2 separate regions of the Gossypium arboreum genome follow, and region 1 is linked to region 2. Evidence: chromatin contacts called from public Hi-C data. All regions are on one chromosome and are shown on one strand. The core of a region is the stretch at or near the end of the contact, and the rest is flanking DNA. Distances in the headings are between cores, read along the strand shown.

The links. Hi-C and Micro-C count contacts between places; a contact is called where the count stands out from the background.
Region 1: a contact with region 2 is called in a Hi-C map of leaf, with 6 times the contacts expected there. The contact joins the promoter of LOC108472670 here to the promoter of LOC108457313 in region 2. A contact is called at or near these places in 2 of 5 Hi-C or Micro-C datasets (both in leaf).

Annotation. Positions count from the first base shown.
Region 1 is chr9:45,377,795-45,384,306 of ASM2569848v2, reverse strand. LOC108472670 (transcription factor MYBS1) reads right to left here and starts at 2,197. Exons shown (of 2, transcript XM_017774223.2): 1 at 1,446-2,197; 2 at 454-1,279. The coding sequence starts at 1,864. The coding sequence ends at 811.
Region 2 is chr9:44,960,561-44,967,292 of ASM2569848v2, reverse strand. It overlaps LOC108457313 (DNA mismatch repair protein MSH2), which reads right to left and starts at 2,716. Exons shown (of 13, transcript XM_017756301.2): 1 at 2,328-2,716; 2 at 2,139-2,188; 3 at 1,892-1,924; 4 at 174-1,247. The coding sequence starts at 2,376.

The DNA.
Region 1 (6,512 bases), core at 948-3,447, 420 kb before region 2:
GTCAGGAACTATTTGAAAAAATATCAATCATTTGATTTGATTATTCAACCATGTGCTTAGTGATGTGTTAAATTTAAATTTGATTTTGATTTTCTCATGTTGTCTATACATTTTAATTATATTAATTGTACCTTCATTTGCTATTTTTCTCTTATCATGCTAATTTGTTTGTGGTATTGCATATTAAATTACGCTAAGGGTTGATTGGAAAGAAAGAGGAAATTGAGAAATAATAGTTTAGGGACTAAATTAAAAGGGAGTGAAATTAGAGGCTTTATGTCTTCATTTGCCCAAGGGCCTAAAAGCCTTCCTAGACCTTTTATATGGCGGCGGCGGTGTTCATATGGGCCTCGAATTGTTGTGAAGCCGATAACTTTGTTGTTTGAAGATTCGAATGAAGTACTACTATTGGGCTACTCTAAGTTCAAGCTTCCCAAAGTTGCAGTCACTATGGAGAACAAAAGCATTGAAAGCGCTTTACTGAACCCGTAGGAATAATACAAGCCTTTAAATAAGACTGTTTTTACATTTTATCATGAGAGGAAGCCATACACAACACTTATTTGCCCAAAATAACCCATCTGGCTATTTTTTTAAAGCCAGTTTCATTGCTTCGCTTAGTGAAAAGACTCATCTGGGAAGGGGACTTTGTAGTCAAATAACAGGTGCCTTTTTTGCAGTCAGAAAAATGGATAACTACAGCAAAAAACGAAGAGTTCTCTCATCTGCTTTATTCCTTCTGCATATTTTTCATGTTCACAAAAACACAACTTGTTAGGTTACCTTTAAATCATTAATTGAATTTTGAACTTATTGGTGCATAGGAGGTGGTGCCATGGGGTAAGCAACAGGGACAATGTAAGGAGGAGGGGAATGAGGATGGTGAGCAGGAGGAAGCATAACAGGAGTTCCTACAGCAGATCCAATATGCCCTGGAGCAGCAGCAATCGGCCGCCCAACAGGCGCTCCGTACATGCCTAAACCCGGCAAATGCGGATGAGCCCTGTGCTTCACTGATTGCCCTATGACCGCTGCACCGGGTGAATTTGTGTTAGCCTGTTGGCCGGTGATAGGCGCTTGATGAGATGTATCCCCATTGTTAACACTCGTGATGTCGTGGATGCTGGACCGCCGCCGGTCTCTATTCATCGAATTTAAGCGTATAAAATACTTTTGTGCATGGCTAGCCACCTGCGTCGGAGTTCTCGATATCACAAAGTTCCTTGAAATGCTTCTCCAATCTCCTTTCCCAAACTTGTCTAAACCAAGTAGAAATAACCTGAATAACACATGTAATGTTGCTTGTCACATTACATATATCTTTATTTTCTATAAGACCCCAAATCCTAGGGCACTCAAGTCTTAATTCGAGTCACGTTCCAATACTTAAGTCAGTATTTAAGAAAAAAAAAGAAAAACAGACAAGAAGTAGTAGAGGGGAATACCTATGCTCTTCTTCAGTCCATGGGATTCCTTTCCTTCTTTCTTGGTCGGACCTCGAACTCTGTTTCCCTCCATGTCCGGTAGAATCAAGGGTTAACCCCGAAAACCCATTTCCGTAACCGGCATTGGATCTCCTATCAGAATTAGGAGCCATGGAAGGTCCATGAAAATGATCCTTAGCAGAAGAGGAAGGTTCTTCTCCTTTATAACGAGGAAGTGGGACATGACCAGCCTCTATTGCAGTAACATCCTCCACTAATAATTCATAGTGAAGCTTCAATTCCTCAAGACTTTTAGTAGGAACCGTTGAAGCAATCTTTTCCCATTGCTCTTCACATTCCTCTTTCTCTATCCAATGCATTGCTATTGCGTTTTCAAATGCCTTCTCTTCTTCCCTGCTCCAACTAACACTTCCTGCCATACTACCAATAATACCCTACAAAAGAGGTCACTCAATTTCTAAGCTCAATGTTCTCTTATGTTCAACAGCTTAGTTGCATTTGGAAAGGGTCGAAAAATAAAAATAAAATAATGGGAAATGAGAGTGTAGGATAAGGGATAGAAGTATAAAATAAATTAGGGGGAAATTAAAATATAAAATCTAAAACATAAAATGAAATTAATATGGACCACTTTGAAAGCAATTCATAAATTGTCATCTTCACTGATAGTCTATTGAAAGGAGTAGAGTCGACTTGTTTTCAAGTATCTGGACTGAGTTCAAATTCTGAAATTATCACTGTTGGAAAGATTTCTCCTAAATGCTACTACTCAAATAGAATTAGTCTCAAACAATAAAGTGAATTATGATACTTGTAGCTATAAAAAAAATTAAATTTTCATGTTCCTAATTAGAAGGTAAGAAAAATTATATAAAATTTAAAAAGAATTCATAAAATGCTTCCTTTTAATGCATTTGTAGTTATACATATTTTTTAATCTCTATTTTTCAAGAAATTTAGTCTATGTTTTTTTTAATTTAAATCTAATTAATAAATTTACGCTATATTCGAATATACGATATTTCAATATTCAATGATTGATTTAAAGAAATTAAAGGCACATTCAAATTTAATAAAAGTTAACAAAAGGTTTATCAATCAATTTTATATTAAAATTTTAAATCAGACTATTCAAGAGATTAAAAGTAGAATAGTTAAATTTAATTTTTCAAAATGTATAGGGACTGAGATGCAAAATAGCCTCTCCTTTTTACTCTAATCATAGAGGGAGCAAAATCAAGGGAGATGAGGTCCCAGAGAATCTTTCTAGAAGATTACCACCACGCGCGCATTTTGTACATTCTTCTCATAATTAAATTAAAATATGTTTTAAAGTTACATACTTTTCATAAATTTAAATTTTAGTTTTATAATTTTATTTTCAAGAATTTAATTTATTTATTTTAAAAAATTTAAACTCAAGTTTAATATTAATAATGTTAATTTTTTTGTTAAATTTGATAATGTGATATTAAAATAATAAAAAGTACTCACTCGGTAACGATACAACTAAAAATTAGTGTTATAGTGAGCCAAAATTTTTTAAAAAATTTAACAACATTAACAATTAAATTTAAACTTTAAATTTTAAAAATAAAAACAAAAATATAAAAACTAAATTTTAAATTTAAACCTATACTATTATGCCTTCTTTCCTTGTTATTTGGACTGTTTATAGAAATTTTATACCTTTTGCAGTAATAAAAATTTCAAAATTATATTTTTTATTTGAAATTTTAAACTTATTTTAATTTGGTAATTTTATATTTTCTAACTGTGCTAAATTTTCATAATACAAAAATTTGGTAATATAGAAGTAATTTTAATGTCATCTCTTCGTAAAGTAATGTAAGATTTCTCAATTATATGAAATTAACGAACAACTTATTTGAATTAATAATATTTATTTTTTAACAAAATAAATCAATTTCCATTATATTAATATATTTTTAATAAACATTAATATTTTATATCTTTAAATTACATCAGTTTCAATTATCGAAGACTTCAATTTTAATAAGTCTAATTTTTACACTTAAATTAAAAATACGTATACTTGTCATAACTTTTTAATTTCATAAGTATAATTAATTTTACAAGATGAATTTTAAATGCATTTTGAGATCTATACTATTTGAGTGGCTTATTCTAAATTTGCAAAATCAGCAAGATTAGCGTTTGGGAGATGTTGACTAGCATTGTCTGTTTGGGATCATTGCTTAGCGCTTGTGGAAAAACCACTATTTTCATTTTTCAAGATACTTCATGGAGCGGTAGTGAAATTATCAAGGAGTCATATAGTTGGGCAAAACAATACGTTTCTACTAAATGGGGCAAGACAAACGACCCACAAGGTAAGTTTCTGCCTTCTTTTTTAACTAATGACTATGTCCTTTTGAGTACAGATGGTTCCGTTCTGGATGAAGCTGGATTCACGATGACAGGGGGAATAGTACGTGATCGGGGCGGAGATTAGATTCTTGGATACAATAAATATTTGGGGAGCTATTTTGTTTTTTATGCTGAGTCGTGGAGTATTCTGGAAGGCCTATCTCAGATTGTGGAGCGAGGATATGACAGTGTATTAATTCAATCTGACTGTCTTGAAGCAGTTATAGCTATTCAAAAAGGATCTTCTGAAGGGTCCAACTCTGCATTGGTTCGAAGAATTCATCAAATACTATTGCATTTTAAACAATGGGACATCAAGCACATTTCTAGAGAGGAAAATCAGGAAGCTGACCATTTGATCAAATTGGTCCAACATAGAGATTATGGGTTATATCTGATTGTGATCTCTTTGTTAGAAGGGATGGTCTAGTTTTTCTAATTTGCTTTTATTTCTACTTTTTAACCAAAAAATATTCTATAGTAATAATATAATATTTTTAATCAAATAAATTAAATAAGATAATAACATAACTAGTAATGTATTGAGTAATTTTACATTTTGATAATCCTATTACAAAAGGTAATATTACATTCCATGAATTAAATAACCCTTTAATATATCGAGATTACCAATGAGACCTTAACATTATTGGTAAAGATCAAGGTCCTAGAATTTTGAGCGTTTAAGAATCAAGCCTTACCTTATATAAATCTTTTTCAAAGCTATTCTAATTTGATACCGAATGTATTTTGATTAATTTGAATGTGCTTTATAATGAGTAGCTTTGATTATAATTGATTTACATTTTATTATTTATATTATACTTGAAATTTTAAAAATTAATATTATTGAACTCTTAAATAAAGTTACTTTATATTTATTATTGGATTATAATATAATATAATGGGAATTTTAACTTCAACTCTGATATATCAAATAATTATTTTTTGTTTTATATTTATTTATAAAAGTACATATGAATTCTCATATGACAAAATAAAAAGAAAAGAAAAATTGAAAATAAAAACAAGAGGGGTAATAATAGTGGAGAGTCGTAAGGCGCACAGCCAAGGAAGGGCGTGGGGGCGGGAGAGAATCGGTCCAAAGTGCAATACTCTTACTTTCTTTCCGAAACGTGGCCGATTCTACATTTCTCGTTCTAAGCCCATATGCACCTCACATTATTCCTCTCTAATAGATGGCCTAATTTTAGATTTCATATTTATGAAAAATTGTTAACTTCCAATGTTGTAATTAGAGGTGCCCATGGCCAGGCCGGATTAGGTTTCGACTGGGTTTAATTAAAAATTTAAACTTATTTATTAGGCTCAACCTAAAAAATGAGTTTAAAATTTTGTCCAAGCCTAACCTGGATAAAAATGCTAAAACCCAAGCTCAACTCGGCTCGCTCATATTAATTTTTATATTATTTTATATAATTTTTACATATATATAATACATCACAAATACAAAAATATCAAAATAAATATTTCTCAATAAATTAAAAATAAATTTTAAAAATATGTAGACTTAAATAATACAAAGATAAATATAACTTAACAAGCAAATGCCTCTAAATTAATAACAAAATTAACAAATACCTTTAAAATAATAACAAAATTAACAATAAAATAAGTTTTATATAATATCTAAATAATAACAATAAAATAGTAGCAACATAATAGTAAAATGGTAGTAAAATAAGGAGAAAACAACAAAAAAACAACATTCAAGAAAAAAAAAGAGTAGATTTTTTTGTCTTTTAGTGAATTTGGGCCGGACCGGGCCCAGGTCAAAAATACATTATCCTAGGCTTGGCCTGTTTATTAAATGGGCCTTATTTTTTTGTCTAAGCCCATTTTTTAGACCTATATTTTTGCTCAAACCCTCACACATTTTGGGCAAGTCTTTGGGCCAAGCCGGGTGGGCTGATCCATAATCAAGTCTAGCTTTAATTAAGTGTTTAAAATATTAATATAATCAATTTTTTTGTCAACCTAATCAATAGTTTGGTGTTAATTGCTCACTCTAACCAAAGAATATATTTAAAACATATAAAATAAATTGTAAACACATACATAACTATTGCATAAATAACTTAAATTTTAGGGGTTAAAAAAAATCCTCCTAAATTTTATTAACGTTGTTTATTCTTCTAACGCTTTAAACTTAAATTGTTCATGCGTAGGCACACGTGTTTGCAATTTATTTACGTGTTCTAAATATGCTTTACATCATGTTCGAACTAGTATTAAATACCTAAATTGATGACTAAATTGACATAAAAACTTAATTGATACGATATTAATATTTTGAAAATATTCTGAAATTTAGTAATGAAAATAAATTGGAAACATTTAAAGCAATTAACCCTTAAAAATAATTAAAATATCTATCTTGAACTATTTGCTCAAAAGAGATTGTAAATCAAACCATAAACCCATCCTATATTATGTAATATTTAGAACAAAACCGCTATAAAAATGTAAACAATCTTATGTGGAACCTCTAAATTTTTCACACATAAATGTCTTAAAACTTTGTCACATATTATTTAATAAATGCAATCTATTATACTTAATATATTTTTAATTTTAAACAAATAAATACAATTTTAAATTATTTAATAAATATTAATATATACAATATTTTAGATTGATTTGATAAAAATCAGA
Region 2 (6,732 bases), core at 1,467-3,966:
CAAAGAAATAAGAGTCAAAACAAAAAAGAAGGTGATGGAGAACACTGGCAACAAAAATGCATTTTTTGGAGCATGAAAGATGACTCCCTAGCTGAGGTGCCAATTCCTCTGCAGTAGCTGTACAATGGATATGCAGACACCTAGTACAGTGAAATATTAGGATTTTAACTTACCTGATAAAGTTTTACAATATGCTGCAAACCAGCTCTTGTCCTTTGAATATTGCGCATAAGTCGTTCAATATCTGAAATTCTTCTTAGATGCTGTCTCAAATCTTGGCGAAGCTCAGTATCCTCCACAAAAGCCTGTACCAAATCTAGCCTTGAATTTATCTCACTTACATCTAACAAAGGCTGTTTTAGCCACATATGAAGCAACCGCTTACCCATCCCAGCAGTACAGGTTCTATTCATAAGACCAAACAAACTAAAATTTTTGTTTGCATCAGTTTTGCTTTCCAGGACATTCAATGCCCTCATTGCAGCAGAATCTAACCTCATGTAGCTTCCCAGATTGTATCTACAAATGCTATAGTTTCCATAATTTCCTTCATCTGCTAGTAATTCTGCATAAGAAAGTAAGGCTCCTAAAGCAGCTGGTGCAAATTCAAACCCAGAAACCAAGTCTCGAACTGGTTCAATGGAGCCTTTGACTAGCCTACCAAGATCCTGCACCAGATCCCTTGCTTTAAATTCAGTTTTCTTTCTCTCAGTTACCATAACACCACATCTGGTCAAAGCATCACTCAGAGTTCTACATTCACTGGATTTTCCACTCTCCAAGGGCAAAAGGCACTCCTTACAACCAAGAGCAACTAAAGCTGACTCCACATTAGTAAAGTGACTATCATCAAGAAACTCAGCCAAACCAAGTATTCTCTTTGTTAAATCAACATAACTAAATCCAACAGTGCAACCATTTTCACGGAAGTTAGGAAGCAGTGCGACAACAACAGGTGTATCCTGCATCTCATTGTTGGCAAAGAGAACATCTTCAAAACTGCTCAGATTCCCAGGACTGGCACTTTTCACCAACCTCCAATTGGAGCCACTACCTCCATAGAGCTCCAGAGTGTGGTCTGTTCTCTCCAGGAGAAGATCACGGGTGATTGTTTCAAACATGTTTTTATTAACACTTACACTTGAAAGACCATTCGAGCCACTACCGAGTTTCCGGAGAGCAGTAGTAGTACGATAATATGTTTTAGTGATAAAGGTTGCATTTTCACCATGAGCAGTATAATAATCCTGTATATTCAGAAAACAATAGTTTGGAAATGTGGTGCTTACAATGAAAAGGATAATAAAACTAGCATTATAGAACAAAATCAGTTTGTACAAGTTTTAGACACCTAATATATACATATGCATTTATATATATGTGTGTAATATAAGAATGTCTTCATGTCCGCTTGTGTATTTTTACAGGCAGCATTGCACATTTACAAATTCTGACAGAGATGAAGGTTGAAATGGTTGACAAGTAGAAAGGGAAAAGTACATATAAGAAAATGGGTAATTAGGGATAGGGCATTGCAAAAATGGCAATATACTTTAGCATGAATAAATGGATTAGAAAAATATTTCCAAAACCGTCTGATCCTTTAAAAAATTTAACCATTTTCCCCTGAACTTCAGATAACACACGTATATGTATATAGCAATTTCCTGAAGAACAGTTATATGCAGACCATATTTCCATTTCCTTTTTTATATATTAAGAAATAAAAATATTTAATTTCAAAGACAACCCAACTGGCATTTCTTAATTATAGGTGAAAAAAAAACACCCAGTTCTCAAAGCAAATTATTTAACCAATAATCATAATTGAAGTAAAGACAAAATAAAATTTTACAACCCACAGTGGTAAAGACTATAAGCCTGAACTAACCCGGCGATCAAAAAACCGAACAGCCCTTGGATCCTGTAAAGGAAGAGACCAAATGATCAGGGAAACGAAATATAGTTCAAATTAAATCATTTTTTTTCAAACCATATTAAGTATTGATATGGCATTTTCTCCCCCATTTTACCTGTTCCTGTTCGGTTTCATTATATAAGTAAATAAACATTAAAGGAAAAAAAAACCATAATTAGTAATATAAATCCCAATAGATAGAAAAAGAAAGGGGGCTTACATTCGGTAGAGTTTTGAAAAATGAGAGAAACCCTTGAGCCTGCTTAGCGTCTGTTAACAGTAACCCAAAAAAAACAAAACCAAAAAAGGAGAAAAGTATTATCAACCATAAATTCCTGGAAAAAAATTATCAAAAGAAAATTAAAAGCATAAAAATAAGTTTCTAACAGAAAAAGGAGTGAGTGGGTACCTAGTTTGAGCTCTGGAAGCTTGTTTTGTTCATCAAAATTTTCATCCATTTTCGAGACAACTCACCAAAAAGCCCAAAAACGGGGGAAAAAAAGAGAAAGAAAATGGCTACTTTTCAGCTTCAGAGAACACAAACCAAAAACCTATTCTTATTCTGTAGAAAAACAAAAACACAAAACCTAAAATAAAGGGCCTTTTTCTGATGGCGGGAAAGGAATTGGCGGGGTTTTGAGAAGGGGTCTCCGAAGTACTCCATATTTCTTGGTTGTGTTGAAGTTGGATCAACCTGACCTAAGCTTGGGCCAAGTCCTGAACACAGATGATAACTTGGAGACTCAATTTATAACCAGAATTGGGCCTTTCTTTCATTTCATCCACTATGCACAAAGCCACAAATTTGTAAGTATCTCAATTCTACTTCATATTTTCTTTTAGGTTTAATACTACTTTGTATGTCCGTATCATAATAATATCATTTGTGCTTGTCAATTTAATTGGTTTTAAAAATTTAAAATTGATAATACATATTAATAATATATTAACTATATATTTATTGTTTTATTTTGAAGTCTCGAAATATAATATTAAAATATTATAATAAATAAAGATATTAATTGTTAAAATAAATTGAAAAATTTAGATTTGAAATATTATATTAAAATAATTAATAAAAATAGATATTTCAATATTTTATTATAAAATTTTGTACTAACAGATAAATTAATTCATGAAAAATAAATAATGACTAGTAATAAAAGAATTTTATTATAAAACATTAATTTAAAAAAGAGTCCTATGAATTGTAATATACGTTCAATAATTAAGTAATGTTTAAATTAATTTAATGTAAGTTACTATTTGATAAATTAAAAATTAAATGCAGAAAATAAATTTTGAAAAATTTAAGTACTAAATTTAAGTTATAAAATTGTTTGATAAACATAAATTTTAAATTAAAAATATTCTACATATTATCCTTAATTTTAAATATTTCACTTTATTTTAAATAAAATCAAATTTTAAACATAAAATTTTATTGGATAATATAATAATAAAATAAATAAAATAAAATAAAATTGAATTGGTTGAAAATATCCTCCATTAAGTGATAAGTAATTCTTGTCTACTTATTATTTTCAATGTTCTATCAAACAAGCCCTAATTTAAAAGACAATATGTAAAAAGAAATTTATCCAAATTGAAAATAAGTGCCTTAAACGAGGGAGTGTCCATTTGTTAAAAAACTATAATGTGAACATGTTTGTTTATTTCTATTTTAGATAAACCTTATAATATATAATATTAGTCTTCTTACCTGTGATGCATGAGTTTAGTGTATAAATTAATTATAATCCTAAAAGCAATGTAGATTTGTTGAATTTGAATATAGTAAGAAGTTAGTTAATAAGTAAATTCAAATAATTTAACATGTGCAAATGATAATATTGATTATATGATGAAAGTCTTAAGGCTCAATTTCAGACTCATGGATGTGATGGACTTACACTACCTCAAAGCCCAACAATAAGGTCAAAGGTCAAGCAAATCAAACCAAGATTCGATCAAAGACAAAATGCGAGGATGAATCTTTTCGAGAAAACAAGGAATGATACATGCACGGAATGAGTGAAATTTATTGAAGTAAATTCAATCAAGCTGTCAATTTTCAAGCTGAAAAGATTAGTCAATTTGTGATGCATTTTTGGATGGTATCTAGGCATTTATGGGCTTAGATATCTGCATAGAGTTTTAAGATCTATCTTTTAGCTTTGAAACAAACTTTGAATCACTCGATTTCAAGTTCAGGAGCTTAAGTTATGACTGTTTTAGTGAAGACTACGCGAGCAAAATTTCTAAATGAGATTATGATGAAAATTACTACTTTTGGGCTTTTAGTTCGAGTTTAAACCATATTGTGTTCGAATTTTAGGCTTAATTTTTATTATATATGATCTCAATATTGAATTTATTAGGTTTTATTATTTTATTATTTATTTATTCCGAATTTTGAATATTGTTTAAGTATTTTAAGTTGTTTAGAAGTTTTTGTTTCTTAGCCAAATAAGAAAGTTTAGTTTAAAATCACTTCTTATTTAGATTAATTAGAGTTTTAGTATACTTTAGAGTTTTATTTGGATGTACTTAGTTAGCCTATATAAAAGCTTCTTCATTGTTCATTAATTTTCAACTCTGGGAGTTAGTTTCTTTGTGTAAGATTTCTTTATTGTGATTTTTTTAAAAGTAGTTTTCTTCTCGATTTTCTTCAAGGAGTCATGAGAATTCATTCTTCATCCTTCAATTTGCTAAGAATTATTTCTTGGAGGGTTGATTGGAGTCATTAATTGAGTTTGTTGGGATTTATATCTCAAAGGGTTCAGTTGAACACTTATCCATCTATCCATCATATCCATCGATTTACTAATTTCATATTCTCTTTTTTTTTAATTTTCGTTGATTTATTTATTTATTTATTATTTTTTCTTAAATTTCTTATTTTAGTTATTTTTGTTTTCGTTGTTTTCCTAAATTTATTTGGTGTTTTCTTTTTAGGTCAGATCCAAATCTTTTTTTTTTTGAGTCGATCAACTTGAATACGATCTTCCTTCCGCCTTTTTCGCTTCCTCCATTTAATTTCTTATCATTTGGTACCACATTTGGGCGTTTTAGGTTTTCTTTGTGTTCTTATAAACTGATTTCTAACAAACAACCTCAAAACAATTTTTTTTGTTCTTTTTACCTAGAAATGGGTAAATGTTTTCCAAACGATCTAAAATTTTACATACTGATTGTTGGCACTCTTTTAGAAAATATTTTTCCACAAAAAAATGACCGAAAAAGTGCAAAATAGAAAAATATGAAAAAAAAAGAAGAAGAAAAAATATTTTGTGGGTTTTCTGCCAAAATTTCCCAAACGAGATCTACATTATTTGAGGAGACGCTAGTTTAAATTTCGTGATTTTTGAAAATTAGGAACACCTCGAGCAAAAAAATTCAAGTTGTTTTCCATTATTTCGAGTTTTCGGTTGAGTAGTTTATTTTCTTTGATTCTAGCATTAGATTTTCTTTGATTCTTAGCTTTTCTTATTCTATTATGCATTCAAACACATTTTTGCTTCTTGTGTTAATAGGTACAGAAACAATTGCCTTTCTTTTCTCTGCTCAACTTACTTCCTTTGGAGTCGAGTTTTTCTTTGGCTTCTTAGAGCCTTAGGTCAATTTTGTTAGAGATGATGCCACGTCTTTTTTAATATTATTGAATTTGATTACTCTTTAAAAGTTACAAGCAAGAAAATCTTGACTTCTTTTCTTCGTCTCTTAGAGTTGTTTATTTTTTTATTGCAAGTGTATAACGTTAAGGTTTAATTTTCTTTGATAAAATTTCTTTTTTTTTTTTTAGTGTTTTGACAGCCTCTAATGTAGTATCCCGTTTCCAGTGAAATCAGAACAGTGGTTTCAGGACCACAAATCCGAGTCTGTAAGAAAAATTATTTTAAAATTATTTTATGGTCTACCATATGATAATAATATCGTACAAAAATTTCGTTAAGAAAATTTTACTGATTTCGTATTTAATTGATAAAAGGACCAAATTGCATGAAATGCAAAAATTGGGTTTTAATAGCTATAAGTATCAAATAGCTATGGAATTCAAAATTAGAGGTCCTTATATGGCAAATAGACCATTAAAAGGAGTTAGTAGATAAGTATGATGATTCATCCATGGAAAATTAAATAAAGAAAAGGACTAAATTGGAAAGTAAAAGATAAAAAGATGATAAATAATAAAATAAAGAAAAATATCATCATATTCTCATATTTCTTAAATTAAAAAGATGGAAACCCTAGTTATGGAGACTTGAGTTCAAGCAAGTTATTTTGGCTCAATTAGGTGAGTATTCAAGTCCTGTTTTTAATTATTTTTATGTTTCCGAGGTCGTAAAAGCTTAATTTAGCTATCTTAGGGATTAATTTGTAAAGTTATCAAAGTACTAGGGTTTTTCCATGGATGAGTATGCATGAATTATGAATTTTTATGGTAGAAAATGAAAGGTTGTTGATAGATAAACAACTTTTGTAAAGGGAATTTTGATGAAATTATGATTTAGGGACTACATTGAAAAGTTGTAAAATTCATGGAAAAATTTTGAATTTTATGAAATGATTGGGCTGCTATTGTGATATGCAAAAATCAGCTAGGCTTAGAATAAGGATTAAATTGCATGAATTTCATTTTCCGAGCCTAAAGATGAAGTCGTAATTAAATAAAAGTATTGGGGCAAAATGGAAATTTTGTCAAAGATGTGAATTGAATTGAATTGAATATGAATTGTATTCAATTGATGTTAAATTTATTTGTATATATCCGGATAGATCAAAAATAGAGTTAGATCGAGGAAAAGAAAAAG